Regions from separate parts of the Mus musculus genome. Here region 2 is linked to region 1. Evidence: chromatin contacts called from public HiChIP or PLAC-seq data. All regions are on one chromosome and are shown on one strand. Each heading gives the region's core, a stretch centred on a gene start, on an enhancer-like site or on the middle of the called end of the contact. The rest is flanking DNA. Distances are from core to core; before and after follow the strand shown. Region 1 holds the start of 2610035D17Rik (RIKEN cDNA 2610035D17 gene). Region 2 overlaps Cdc42ep4 (CDC42 effector protein (Rho GTPase binding) 4).

Region 1 (7,057 bases), core at 1,670-4,169:
CATGGGTGTCATTCAGCACCAGAAAGGAGCCAGGAAGCCAGGGCCAACTTTAGAGCTTGCTTAGAGCTTGCGATTTCAGTGGGGGACAGTGCATTAGGGCCTTGGGTAGAAATGTGAAGACTGGGCTTAGGGGAGGCCTAGGCACGGCTTCCATTGCCCCATCTCTAACTCCATGTGGTGATCTGAATGAGAAATGTCCTTTACAGGTCATTGAACACTTGGTCCCCACTGGCGGTGCTGTTTAAGGGAGGTTATGGAAATTTAGGGGCGCAGGCTGGCCGGAGAAAGCACATCACTGAGGGTGGTATTGGGGGGCAGTTCCCAGCATCACCCCCACTTCCTGTTCTTTCTCTCTGCTTCCTGTTTGTGGATGAAATGGTATCAGCCAGTTTCCTACCCCTGCTCCCCCATCTGCTGTGCCAAGCCATTTGTCCCCCATTATGAGGAAGCTATTCCTCTAGAACCAGAGCAGAGCTAAAATAATACTTTTTTCCTTAAGTTGCTTTTGGTCTTGTTTTTTCTTTTCTTTTCTTTTCTTTTTCTTTTTAATCACAGCAACAGAATAGTAACCAATACACCCCATTATTCTTATCTGGGTGAATAGAAATGAGTCCTGTCACTGTGTGTATGCATGTATATATGCATGCATATGCTTATTGCAGGGGTTCTCAGCCTTCCTAACGCTGCATGCGACCCTTTAATACAGCGCCTCGTGTTGTGGTGACTCCTCCCAACCATAGAATTATTTTTGTCGCTACTTCATGATTGTGATTTTGCTACTGTTCTGAATCCTGTTGTAAATATCTGATCTGCAGGATATCAGCTATGTGACCCTTGTGAAAGGGACATTTGGTTTCCCCAAAGGGTCATGACCCATAGGTTGAGAATGGCTTACTTATGGACTCTTTAGACATTCCCTCATTTAAGCCTCTTGAGTCTTGTAACAGGTGCAAGCCCACACCTGGCTTTCTCTTGTCCTATTAAATATGCATACCCTGTCTCAGAATCTAGGATCATCTAGGAGACAGGGCTCTCAGGAATCCTGTGAGAGAGTTCCTTGGTTATGCTAATTGGTATGGGAAGATCCATCTTAGTTGTGGGCAGGACCATTGCCTGGGCAGGGGTCCTCGACTGTCTAACAGGGAGCAGCAGGGTGAATTTACCCCTCTACTCTCTGATTGTGGATGTGGCAGGAACAGCTGCCTAAAGTTCCTGCTGCCTTCCTTTTTCATTACAAGGGACTGTACTTGAAATGTGAAATGTGAGCTAAAAGAAACCCATTCTTTTTTAAGATGCTAAAAAACCAAACCCAACCCCTTTAATATATATATAGTATATATATTATATGTATATAATATATATTACACTGCCATTTCCCATTTTATTTTTATGTGCTCACCCGCCACAAAAAAAAAAAATAGAAAAAATAAAGTGTTAGAACCATAAAAGCGATTGGTTTTGCATTGTCTTTTGCAACTGTGACCACTACCTGCAGTTAGTTCTTCTTTCCGTTATATTTTGGGCTTTCTTGTTCTCTTTTCTTCACGTTATTCTGTGCCCACGTGTACTTGTTTACGTGTATACACAGAGCTTTGGCTAGGTTCCTCATATGAAGCAGATGGCACGGCTTTTTCTTTCTGAGATTATATGACCTTGCTTAATATTATCCACTCTAAGCCCATCCATTTTCCTGCAAAAATTTTGAAATTTCAGTTTTCCCTAAGAGCTGAATAGTATTTCATTTTGTATACATACCAGATTCTCATTATCCATTTATCTGCTGATTGACATCTTGATTGAGGCTGGGTTTTTTGCTGTAGCAAATAAAGCATCAATAAACACCGTGTGTGTGTGTGTGTGTGTGTGTGTGTGTGTGTGTGTGTGTGTATGTGTGTGTGTGTGTGTGTGTGTGTGTGTGTGTATGTGTGTGTGTATGTGTGTGTGTGTATGTGTATGTGTGTGTGTGTATGTGTATGTGTGTGTGTGTGCAAAAAACTCTATGGTAGGATATGGACTTCTCTGGGTATATACCCAGGAGTAAAATTTTGGGTCATATGGGCAGCTCTATTTTCAACTTTTCGAGAAATCTCCCAACTGATCTACCTGAACACTGGCTGAATTAACTCCCCCTCCCACCAACAGTGAGTAAGGGCTACTCCCTCTGCCCAGCTTCTCCAATGTGTCCTGACAGACTTGTCGACAACAGTAATTCTCACTGGGGTGGGACAGATCTCATCAGAGTTTTATTTTGCATTTCCTTTATTATCCATCTGAGTTCCCTTTCCTCTTGGCTTTCCTCTCTCTCTCTCTCTCTCTCTCTCTCTCTCTCTCTCTCTCTCTCTGTCAATTCAGTTCAGCTGCCCGTTTCTTGATTGGCAGTTTTACCTCTTTGGTATTTAATGTCTGCGTTTCTTTGCAAATTCTAGATAGTAACCCCTTGTAGCTGGCACAGATTTCCCCCTTCTGTGGGCTGTCACTTAACTCTACAGGTTCCTTTGCTTTCCACAGCTTTTTGTTTTCATGCAGCCTTGAGTTGATTTATTTACAAGGTGAAAATATGCAATCCAATGTATGACTTTGTCTCCTTTGTCAAAAATTAAGTGGCTGTTTAGTGTCAGTTGCTTTTGACAGTATTTTATCACAGCAACGGAAAAGAAACTAAGGCAACGAGATAACTTCTAGAAGAAGAGATAAATTCCAGAACAGAATGGAATCTCTTCGTTACAAAGTTTGCGAAGGGAGGTAGCTGTGGTGAGTCTACCCTTTGCCAATATTCTCCATGAGCGGAAGGAGTAAGAAGACAAAACTACAACTCCCAGGATACCATTCGGCCAATCGACCACTTTACTCCGCCCTCTGGCCGTGCCCACCCGCAAACCCGTCTCTATAAAAAAGGCTGGAATGGCCCAACGGCTCGCAGAGCTCAGTGGTGGCGCAGAAAGTGTTCACTTCTTCTGTTTCGGGCTGTACGCTGTGGTTCTGCGCCTCCAGGGCTTTGCTGCCTGGCGAGCGTCCTCCCTGTACCACAGGATCCTTGCCCGACTACAAACCCGAGGCTTCTATTAGGATAGTCTGGATTCGCCATAGGGGTTTCTCCTAGCGCGGATTGTGTGTTTGCGTTGGCGATGCTCATAGAAGAAAGGCGCAGAGCTGTACGAGGAGGCGGGATGCACGGGTCAGAGCCCTCGGTGGCCTCCGCCCGCTGCTCTTGGCGCCGGTCCGCTCCTGGAGATAGCGCGGCAGCCGCCTGGGAGGCGAAGCGCGTAATCTCCGCGCTACCCACGCGGGGCCGCGGCGTGGTGGCCGCACTTTGGCTTTGGGCGCTGGATGGACAGTGGGGTAAAGGGTTGGGGTTCCCCTAACGTGGATTACTTGGTGCTTATCAACTGGATTTAGAAGACTCTCGACCTGGTCTCCATCATCCGTGGGTTGTCTTTCCATCTCCCAGCCGCTCTTTCACCTGGAGGTAAGTTTCCCCCCCGCAGTGCGCAGTTGTGGATTTGATTTGCCCTTCTTTAGCCTTGTGTTGGTTTTTGAAGGTTTAAGGATTGACGTCCGGGAAATCATTTTAGCAACCCTCAGGTGGACCCTACTAGCTCAGATCTCTGTAGTCAGCGGCTGTTCTGGGCTCATCGTCCTGTCCTGCGGCATGGATAAGCCATTGGTTACCCCGCGCCAGGACAGAGAGCGCCTGCCTTCTTGGCACTTGCCTTTTGGCAGGGTTGGTCCTTTGGGACCCTTTGCTTTGCTAGCCATGCCTCTCCAGGAAGCTGCCCATTGCACGCAGCGGGCTGCTGAGGCACAGTGTTTGCAAGAGGCCACGGGGGCTGGGTAGCCGTGGGAGCGCTTGGTGGATACTGCATTATTTTCAGGACTGGGCTGCTGTGGAGTTGATGGAGAGATGGGTATTGGCCACCATGTGAGTACAGTTTACCAGGGCAGGAATTTGGTCCAGTGTTTGCACCTACCATCCTCCTCCTCTTGGTGTGACTTTTATGATGAAGAAGACTTTTGCCTTAGGTCTTGAGACATAACTGTAAATCATAGGAGTCAGTACTCAATAATAGGTCTCTCTCCTCCTTGTCCTTTTGTGATTGCGTTGTAGTAGGGAGGTTGGTACCTGTCACGAGGTTGTCTGAGAGTAGGTGTTTGTTGAATGAATGATAGAGCTTCCCCACCCTAAATTACACCAGGTTCCTCTGTTTCCTTTTCCCTCCTGGGCTCTCACCCTTAATTCCAGAACTTTCCCCCTGGTCCTGGTTTCCTGGGGACAATTTCCAGATATGGATTTCTTCTCCCCTCCCCCACCGATCCCTGTCAGCAGTCCTGAGGTGTTCTTTTGGAACGTGTGTGTGTGTGTGTGTGTGGTGGTCCATTTCCCACCCCAGAACTCCCTCCAACAGAGGAAGCTATTCAGCCAGGGACTGGCTTTGGTGAGTGCCCAGGAGCCCTGAGGTCTCAGTCAGCACCTGCGCAAGGAGGGCAGGCTAGGCAGCATAGGAAGAAAAAAAAATGTTTTAAATGAAGTATTATGAGTCTTGACTGTCCTGCAGAAACTGGGGTCCTGCTGCCCCTGGTTCCACCCAGGTGCTTGTGGATGCCCAGGCTGGTTCTGGACGGTTCTCCAGTAAGAAGCGCTGTGTATCTAGCATTGTGGCGACCGGACGCTTTCTGCCAGGTGCACGTTTCTGTAGTTTCTTGTTGTATGGGGACGGGGAGAATGGGTCCTGGAGAGATCGTCTGTGGGTCCTTGGTCAGTGAGACTGGTTTCAAAGGGCCTCTTCTAGGGTCAGGCTGAGGGTGTACAATCCACAGTATTCGTGACTTTGTTTCCTGTTCATGTGCCTCTCCTCCGATCCCCATTTATGACTCTCGTAGCACTACTGAATTCTGCAGCCACCAAGCAAAGGATTGCTACTGTCTACTGTTGGATACTTAGGTATTTCCAAACTTAGCCCCAGCAAGCAAATGCCAAGGCGGGGGAGTCCCTTAGTACCTCAGTATTTCTCTGCACTTGGGAGGACGCATCTCGACTGGTTTCTAGAGATTGTCCTCTTTAAGTCTGTCGATTGAACGTTGGAGAAGCCTTACAAGTGGAAGACATTTCCAAGAGGGTTTAGAGGCGAAGGGCACCACTCATCTCTCACACAGCCTTTCTCTTAGGGAGGGGACACAGAGGCATGGGGCTAAAAACCACGAAAAGTTCACTGAGCCTGCCAGGCCTACCCACTTCCAAAGAGTCGTTCAACACCTCCAACCTCCAGGACCATTGGCTTGACCTTCTCCTGCGAATTATGCTAGCAACTGCTTCAGTGACCCCGCAGGTCTGTGTTTGCTAGGCAGCAGGATTTAAACTACTGCCTTTTCTTTAACATTAACCTTTGAATTGAGCACGGATCTAGATTTATAGGAAAGCGGCAAATACGGCCTCTCCCGTCTCCTTTCCCCAGATTCCCCACATGTTAACATCTGGCTTGCACCATGGTGTATTGATCAGGCCCCCGGGGCACCAACAAGGATCTGACGCTTCTGACCCACGATTCCTATTACCCCATTGGTGTCCCGAGTGGGGCCCGAACTCATCCTGTATGCTACAAAGCCATCTTGTAAAAATGGAGACTGAGGGAGCACAAGAAGTGGGTGGCTTTTGTTCCCAGAAGGCCTGAAATTGAGAGGCCACCTCCATCTCCCATCCATCCCCACTGACCCATCCTGTCTGACAGCTGCTGAACAGGATCAGGACACCCCACCCTCCACCCCCAAGGACCCCATGGGAGGCCCAGACGCCAAATGAAAGAGCCATCTCTCCGTCCCCGACTTCATCGAACTTCCACCAGGCATGTTGTTGAGTGAAAATTGGGTTATTAACCGATCTGTCCCAACACGTTTCTGGAGGCAGGAGATGGATAACATCCGGTGTGCGTGAGAGGAGCCCATGAGCAGCCTGCCCCATGGTTGAGTAGTATGTGGTGCAGTGCTTGCGCAGGTGACTCACGACCCAGGAGTGGCAGGTGTGTCAGGCCCCTGGCGTGCAAACCTCGCTGAGGTCGAATTTCCTGGTCGCAGCTAAAGGGACTGACAGCCTTGCTCTCGCCTCAGAGTGGATTGAGGGAGTTGTGGTTAAGAGAGTCTGTCTTTCTGTAAGAGATTTCCTTTGGGGGCTGGGGAGCCAGCGTGAAGGACTTTGGGAATGAAGGCCTTCACATACAAGATCATGTGTGAGAAGGTTGATTCTTGGCCTGCTGAAGCCCGTGTGTTGTCTCTCCTCAGCAAAGGTCCTACAGTGAGCAAATTCATTTTCTCTTCCTCCAGGAAGCCTCTCTGACTTCCTCGCCCCACACAGCTCCTCCATACGCCTTGTGCAGCGTAGGGCTGCCTGCTTCCGGCATAGCTCTGCTTCTCCAGTGTGGAGTGACTGGTTGCACAGAGCATTGATGACATCTGTATGAGGCTCGGCAGTTGGGAGGTCCCTTCGGTCCCAGGAGAGCATACATCTAGGGTCTGGCTGTTGGACTTGATTTTTCTTTGAGGATCCGGAATGTCCCCACCACCTGTACTATTTGATTGTTTTTGTTTTGTTTTGTTTTGTCTTGGATAGTCTGGGTCTCACTCTGTAGTCCAGGCTGGCCTTGACCTTGAAACAATCCTCCTGCCTCAGCTGCTACACCCTGTCACCCTGTAGTTTGTAGTGGGAGAGATCTCTAGTCTCTGCTCTTCCTCCTGATGCAAGGCATTTCCTGTTCCCAGCCCACAACCTGGAAGGTCATCGCAGGAAGTATTACGGGAGAGGGGCAGGGGCGCAGGATGGGCATGGGGGTGGCTCTCCATCCTTGCTCTTGTCCCTCTCTCTCAGGACTTGACCTTGAACCCCGCCCCCACTAACCCAAGGAACCACAGCTCTTCCTGGATCTACCCAGGTCTGGTTTAGACTGTCCCCAGCCCTCTTCAATATGCCTTCAGACTGTGGCTTGCTTGAGGATGAACGGCCTGGAGACCTTGCTTAGCCACGTCCCCTGCTTGCCCCACCTTAGTTCTGTTTGGATTTGTCTGGGGCTCA
Region 2 (7,057 bases), core at 2,925-5,424, 530 kb before region 1:
TGGAGGAGGCTGAAGTATTCTTGTGGCTCAGGCAGGTCTTGAACTTGCCATCCCTCTGCCTCAGCTCCTCAGCTCTCCCAATTGTGGGTGCCCCTTGGCCACCCTGTCCCGAGGTCATTAGGATGTAAGTAGTTCTTGGGATCCAGGTGCTGTGACTCTCCCTGCCTTGTGAAATGTGTCCCACCCACCCCTTCCCACCCTCTTTATTCCTCCTACCCTTTTTTGGCTCTTACATTGGGCAAGATGATGGAAGAGACAGGAAGGGCTGACCTCAGTCTTGGCAGCGATGTCACTGCAAGTGTTACTCGGGGAAAACTTTCAGATTGGCAGAGGAGATCTGAGCCCTGGTACCACTTGGGTCCCTCAAACTCCATGACCTTTGGCAACTCACCTCTCCTTATCCCTCACTGCCCCACCCCCACCCCCAAAGCCTTGCCCAGGCCACTGGGTTGGATCATCTCTGTGACCCCAGCCCGCCACATTTATTTCAACACCTACTCCTACCCCTGGGCTACATGACAATCCACTGGTGTGTGGGAAGGACATACCAGAGCCATCACAGCTGTTCATTCGTGTCTACGATGGATTGGTTCCAGGTCCCCCTGGGACACCAAAATCCACAGAGGCTCAAGACCCTTCCGTGAGACAGCACAATGTAATGTGTGCGTATCTATCCCCTGGGGCACTTTAAACCATCTCTAGAGTTCCACATTCCAGAGTGACAGGGATGCTATGAAAACAGTTGCATTAGGTTGTTTAGGGAGTGAAGATGAGGTTGGGGTTGTACACGTTCAGTGTTTGTGTGTGTTCTGGTAGGGCGTGTTTCGCCTGCCTGCACATGTGTGTGGAGACTAGAGATTGACATTATTAGTGCCTTAGTCTGTCCATGTGCCTGTCCATGATAGTTGCTTGGGTGGAGGGGGCCATGCACTTGTCATAGGGCGTGTGTAGAGGTCAGAAGACAACTGTGTGAGGCAGGTTCTCCTTCCATGTTTCCTGGGGTGACAGGGGCTTCACTTGTGTTGCCAGGTTGTACCGCGGGTGCTTTACCAACTGGCTCTCCTTCCAGTCCTGCATGTCACTTTTTAAAACTTGTTTTTAGATGTATTTACTTTATGTGTATGAGTGTTTTGTGTGCATAGTTAGTTATACACGTACCATACGCATGCCCAGTGCCTGCAGAAGCCAGAAGATGGGATTGAATCTCCTGAGACTAGAGTTACAGAGCCACTATGTGGGTGCTAGAAATCAAACCAAACCAGTGCCGCTAACGGCTAAGCCACCTCCCCTCCGGCCCCCACCTTACATTAGAAGATAGGATCTCTCACTAAAGGTGGCTCACCAGGGTTCCCCCCCCCCCATTTTTCCATCTCAGCATGATCTGTGTGCGTGCCCCAGGGATCGAACTCAGATCCTTGTGGGCAGCACACACTTTACCTACTCCACTGAGTTCTCGCCCCAGCCTATTTCTGAGATCTTTTCTTTTGACAGATGGAGAATCCACAGATTTAGAGGGCTGGCCATCTATTGATTTTATTTTCTTAAAAGACAAAAACTGAAAATTAAGGACTGAATGGGTGGCAGTTTGCACATAACCTAAAGGAACCCTGTGTCGGCATGGTTAACACTCACCTTTCGTCATCACAGATAGGAGGCAGAGGCAGGTAGATCTGTGAGTTCAAAGCCAGCCTGGTCTACAGAGTGAGTTCTAGAACAGCCAGGGCTACATAGTGAGACCCTGACACACACACACACACACACACACACACAAAACCAAAACAAGAATTGTGCACACATGCATACACGTAAAGGACACCTTAGAGGGGTGTTTTTCCATGGCACCCCCACACTTTGGATATTGCATCGCTGTTTTAGCAGTGACCTGGAGAGAGAACTGACCATGACTTCAACCTGTGCTCTCTGGGCTGAGTCCTCTGATAGGGCATTCCTGTCTCTCAGAACCTAATTCTTTACCCGGCCCAGGTATTTTAGAGATGTTTGTCTGTCGTAGGATGAGAAGTGTGTGTGTGTGTGTGTGTGGGGGGGGGGGGGGGGTCCTTGATGATCGTGTGCGGTTCTGTCTCTGGCTTTTATGTGTTGGAATTGTGGCTGTTCAGGCCAGAGGGTATCTTAAACCAGTACATCCCAAGTTCCTTGTATAAACAGCAGACTCTCAGCTATACCAGAGTTGCCTGCATCTCTAATCCCAGCACACACCCCTTAGAACTCCTCCTCCTCCTAACACAGTGTCAAAGCTGCTGTAGCTCTGCTGTCCCTCAGCTGTCCCTCTGCTGCCCTTAGCACCCCACAACTTTTTAAAAGTTTCATAAAGGCTAGTGACTGTTCCAGAAAATACCAGATCTTTCTCTACTGTCAAAAGGCGGAGCGCTAGCTTCTCTGGGAGAGATGTGGCCTGCGGCAGGCTGGTTTTCCTGTCCTGATGTAAAAAGTGTTAACACTGGACACTTGGACGAAGTTAAGTTCTGCCTAGGGGCAGGTACAGTGCCGGCCCTGTGGAGAGAGGTATGTGTGTGTGACTCAGCTCTGGGACAGGATCCCTGGAGTCCCCATGGAGGCTGCCCTTTGATCTGCCACTGGGGACATCTCCACTCCTATTGGCCACAACTCTGAAACACTCCCAGGATGTCTTCCCCTGTGTCCTCCCCAGCCACACTCAGGTCTTGCCTCCTCCTGGCTGCAAACTCCAGAAAATAATAACCTTACTGAGTTTCTGTCTCCCCTCCCCCATGGCTTCCAGGTTAGCCGCCACTAGGAACTTCCCAAGGTTGTTGGTTTACATTACACACACACACACACACACACACACACACACACACACACACACACTCACTCACTCACCTGGCTTGTCCTCTGAGCATGTGGATTTTTGGTTCTGTCCCTTAAATACTACAAGCATGTTCCCACCCCAGAAATGTTGTGCGTTTCCTGTGAGCCAGGGTTTGACACAGCTGCCTTCTGGTTGCTCGTGGCTCCGTTCACAGTGCCCCTTCCTCAGAAGACCCTCCTCCAGGACCCCCACTTCCACTCTCGCTCCCATCACCTGGTTCCCTCTTTACACCGCACTCCCACCCCGCCTTACCCCCAACTCGCTGTCAGCTGTACCTTGGGAGTGGTAATGTTCTGTTTTCACGGCCTAGAATACGGTCATCCTTCAGTATTCATGGTGATTGCTCTCTGCGACCCTTCAGATACCCGAATCCCAGATGTTCGTCCCTGAGTCCTTTGTCTAAAATTGCATGCTTTGCATATAAGGTTATATATGCAACGTGTCTTCCTGTGTCCTTCAAGTAGGCTCTGGGTTCCTTGTATACACAACACCGTGTGAAAGGTTGATAGGCAGAGCTGAGCTATCTTGCTTATAAAAAATCATAAGGAAGATATCTATGCATGTTTTGTAGAGCTGTTGAATTCCCACCTGCAGAAGGCTTTCTAACTACGACTGGCTGAATCTTCCGGGGTAGAAGGAACTCTTGCAAGCACAGAGGGTGGGCTGGCTCTATGTGGATACTGTGGGGCTCTACAATATCACAGCAACTGAATGAGTGAGTGAAGGGTAAACAAAACCGCTTACAACCAGTCTGAACTAGTGGCCAAAGTTTCTGTGTATCCAATGCCTTCTTCTGTCCAGCCACATTGCCTAGTGCTGATCTCAAGAACCAGGGAAGTGTGGCTGGGTGTGGCTGCCCTTGGCAGTGGTCGATGAAGCATACGTAACTCTGTATACTGACTGGGGTGAGCCTCCGGTCAGCTGCAGAGCGAGAGGCCTGGCTGGCTGGCTGGCTGGCTGGCTCTCTCAGGAGAGTGTACCTCTGGCTCCCACCTAAGGCTGAGATGCCAGGGACAGGCCACTGGGCATTTGGAGTGGGATACATTGATGTAGTCTAACCTGTTTGTCAGTCTGCTGGCCAATCTGGGAAGGTATTGTTCACTGTTCATCTTGCCAGGGAGGGTGGTGACAGGCCCAGAGTCTTGACTGTGTGTGGGGTTGGTGGCAGGGCTTGTTGACAATGCCTTATGGGAAGGTGCCGGTGCCCTCCACCTTGCAAGCTGCTGACCCAGGAAAGTGGGATGTGGCCTCTGGAGTGGGATATCCACCTGGCCTCATGAGGCAGCCTGTTTTAGGCACTTCCCCCAGGGGTGACTCATAGTGTTTAGCAACACTCCTCCCAAAGCCACAGCCCCTGTGGTCAGATCCTTTCAGCAGTGAGCTGGAGGCCTCCCAATGCCAGCTCCTGGCAGGCTCAGCTTCCACCTAGATACAAGACCCTCACTCTCTGCTTCCCCTAAGGACCCTGACCATCTCCTCCGTCCCTTTAACCCTTGTCCGTTAGAAGCTTAGGTGACTCACTGTTGCTTGGGCCCTTGACGCTAACAACCTCAAACAAGTTTCTGGCTGAGTTTTCATTGACCTTGCAGCTTACTGTGTGCTGTGTCACAGGCATGCAAACTCTGAGACCCCAGATGAGGCCTCGGCTCACCCAGCCTTATGGGTGGTGGGAGAACTGGGGACGCTATCTAAGCTCTCTTGCTAGATATTGGAAATTGCTAATCACAAGCCGTGCAGCCCATACCCAGCCTCAGGAGCAAGATCACAGGAAACGGGTGGCATTGTGTAGACCTGTCACCGTTCTTCAGGAGGCAGAGGAGAAGGGGCACGAGGTCTAGCCTAGGATGATATTCGGTTATGTGGAGTGCCACAGTGATTGTCACTGCGTGTCATTTCTATCCCTATTTTTTTTTTTAATATCTCTACGGGCAAAGTAGTGCTAGGATTGGGGGTTGCTAACAGGGTGACGATGGATTCACCATTCCTTCTAACTGTCATGGACTGGGTCCTTGGTCCATCTGGGTGGCCAGGGGCACACTTCTGGAGAATCCTGGGCTGCTGTGGTTCCTCTTTTCTTTATAATGAGCACTTCAGATGGAAAACCACAGTATGGGCGAGCTTCCGAGGTCTTGAGGGGGATTCCTGGACTTACTGAGAAGCCTTTTCACAAGTCAGTATGATCTTGGGCTCCCCTCTGGCCTCTGCGTGCTCATGTCCCTGTTTCCTGTTTCGGGTGATCTTACATAGGAAAGCATTTCTCAGATTTGCCTCCCAGAGAATATGGAGAATGTGTGCCCTGGCCGTCTGGGATGCTGTGAGTGGAGGGTGTGGGGAATGGATGCTGTTAATGTCTAACAACAGAGGCCAGGGATGCCAACACGACCCATAGTTGAAAACTGCTTTGACTGGCCCCGAGCATCCTCAGGCCATGCTAGAATAACACGACTGTTTTTAGAATATGGAAGGCTCCCTCCTCCTCAGGGTAGGGAGGGCACTCCATAGAGGCAGTGAGCAGCGCTCTAGTAAAGGACCCAGAATCAGAAGAAAGCCTCAGAGGTGCCCACCCTGGGCTGGCACGGCTCACTGGGGTGTCAACCCAGCTGAGGCTGAGTCAGTGCTTCAGTAATCTCGCTCTCTCTCCCGTAAGATGGAAGAGTAGCCTGGTGTCCCTCCAGCAGCACGTGTGCCAGTCCAGCACTCGGAGGCGTCTCACCATCCGTCTCACCCTCCTGGATCACCTTTGTGATCATAGAGACCAGGCCTCCCTTGCTTTCTCTCTCCCTTTTTTTGTTTTTCTTTTCTTTCTAACTAGGGGGCAGGGAGTTAGAGGGATGGCCTAGGGGTTAAGAGCACTGGCTTTTCTTCCAGAAGACCCAGGTTTGATTTCCAGGACTTAAATGGTGGCTCCAGCTGCAACTCCAGTTGCAGGGTATACAACACCCTCTTCTGGCCTCCATGGCCACTGCATGCATGTGGCACACAGACATACATTCAGGCAAAAGACCCATACACATTAAAAAAAAAAAAATCAAACACATCACACCGCAGTCTGTGTATGAAGGTTGAAGGACTACCTCCCACCTACCCTTCCATCTTGTTCCAGACAAGGTCTCTGTTAACCATGGCGTAGGACAGCCTAGCTAGCCTGCAAACTTCTGTCGACCCTCTCTCTGCCTCCTGTCTCTCTGTAGGGCTGCTGGGATGCAGGTATATCTAGCCTAACCGATTCTGAGCATCTGGGACTCTCCTCATATTTGAGTGGCTTGGAGGATCTGTGACTCAGTCATCACACTTGAGTGGCACACATTTTACCCACTCAGCCATCTCTCCAGCCCTTTTATATTTTAGGCTAAAGAGCCTCCACATTTGGCTTAGGGTTCTCCCTGACTCCCCTTGGTGTTTGCTCTGAAACCAGCAGGGTGATTGCTTGGGGATGGTTAGGGGCATCCACTCTCCCTGGTGAGGGTGGTCATCAGACTGGATGGCTGTTTGGTGTGAAATTATAGACTGTAGGGAAAGAGTCAGAGGGCATAGAGAAGTCAAGCCAGGAGCCCAGAGGTTCTGCTATGGACTGAAAGGAGCTGACATGAAGGCAGAAGGGGAGAGATACCAGGGGCTGGGGAGCAAGGACTGGCCACACTTTACATGAGTGTTTGAAGTCCAGCTGTGTGGCACATGGTGCTAGACAGGATTTAGAACTGAGACCTGTTAGGACCCTCTGGAAGCCCGTAGCCTGTCAGGGATGTTAGCATCCAGCTGGCAGGGACGGAATGATGTAACAGGTGCCTGCCAGGGGATGCTGTGAGAAGCTGGTGGCCTGGAGGGCTAGCCCTGGCTATGGGACTTTCCTTGGAACAACACTGTCCTGGCTGAGGATGTTGGTGGCACTGGATGGTGGGGTGTTGGAAGAGGACACCCTTGCATCAAGTCCCAGAGTGGGGTGAGAGAGCAAGGGAAGGGCTGCTGGCTGGCAGTGACATCAAGGCCAGCAGCAGGGACGGTCCTGGGAGGTTCACAGGGAAGAAAGTGTCACTTGTGGACTTGTGGTCAGAGTTCCCTTGGGGGAGGGCGGAGTGGGGGTTGATTGTTTATTTAGCTAAGAAAGCAAGAACAAGAGTGTAAGAAATGCCAGCAGCCAGGAAGATCAGTTAAGCAACCGTCAGGGGCAGGTGATCTGGGATGGCCTAGCATGTGGCAGCAGAAGCAATG

The links. HiChIP or PLAC-seq counts read pairs in DNA pulled down with a chosen protein or histone mark.
Region 2: a FOXA1 HiChIP or PLAC-seq map of pancreatic cancer cells shows a contact between it and region 1. The contact joins the enhancer-like site here to the promoter of 2610035D17Rik in region 1. A contact is called at or near these places in 5 of 115 datasets of contacts at active chromatin or transcription factors (T-cell acute lymphoblastic leukemia, embryonic hindbrain, embryonic midbrain and 2 more).

What each region holds. Positions count from the first base shown.
Region 1 is chr11:113,197,700-113,204,756 of GRCm38.p6, reverse strand. It overlaps 2610035D17Rik (RIKEN cDNA 2610035D17 gene), which reads left to right and starts at 2,919. Exons shown (of 3, transcript NR_015556.2): 1 at 2,919-3,466. 4732490B19Rik (RIKEN cDNA 4732490B19 gene) reads left to right here. Exons shown (of 4, transcript NR_040276.1): 4 at 1-1,442.
Region 2 is chr11:113,730,873-113,737,929 of GRCm38.p6, reverse strand. All of the region lies in intron 1 of Cdc42ep4 (CDC42 effector protein (Rho GTPase binding) 4), which reads left to right. Among named protein-coding and RNA genes, the nearest start is that of Cdc42ep4, 17 kb to the left of the region's middle. Within about 2 kb of position 4,174, at least 184 of the 459 cell types and tissues checked have an H3K27ac peak or open chromatin away from gene starts, as enhancers often do. A contact at or near this core is called in T-cell acute lymphoblastic leukemia and pancreatic cancer cells, where this site is marked.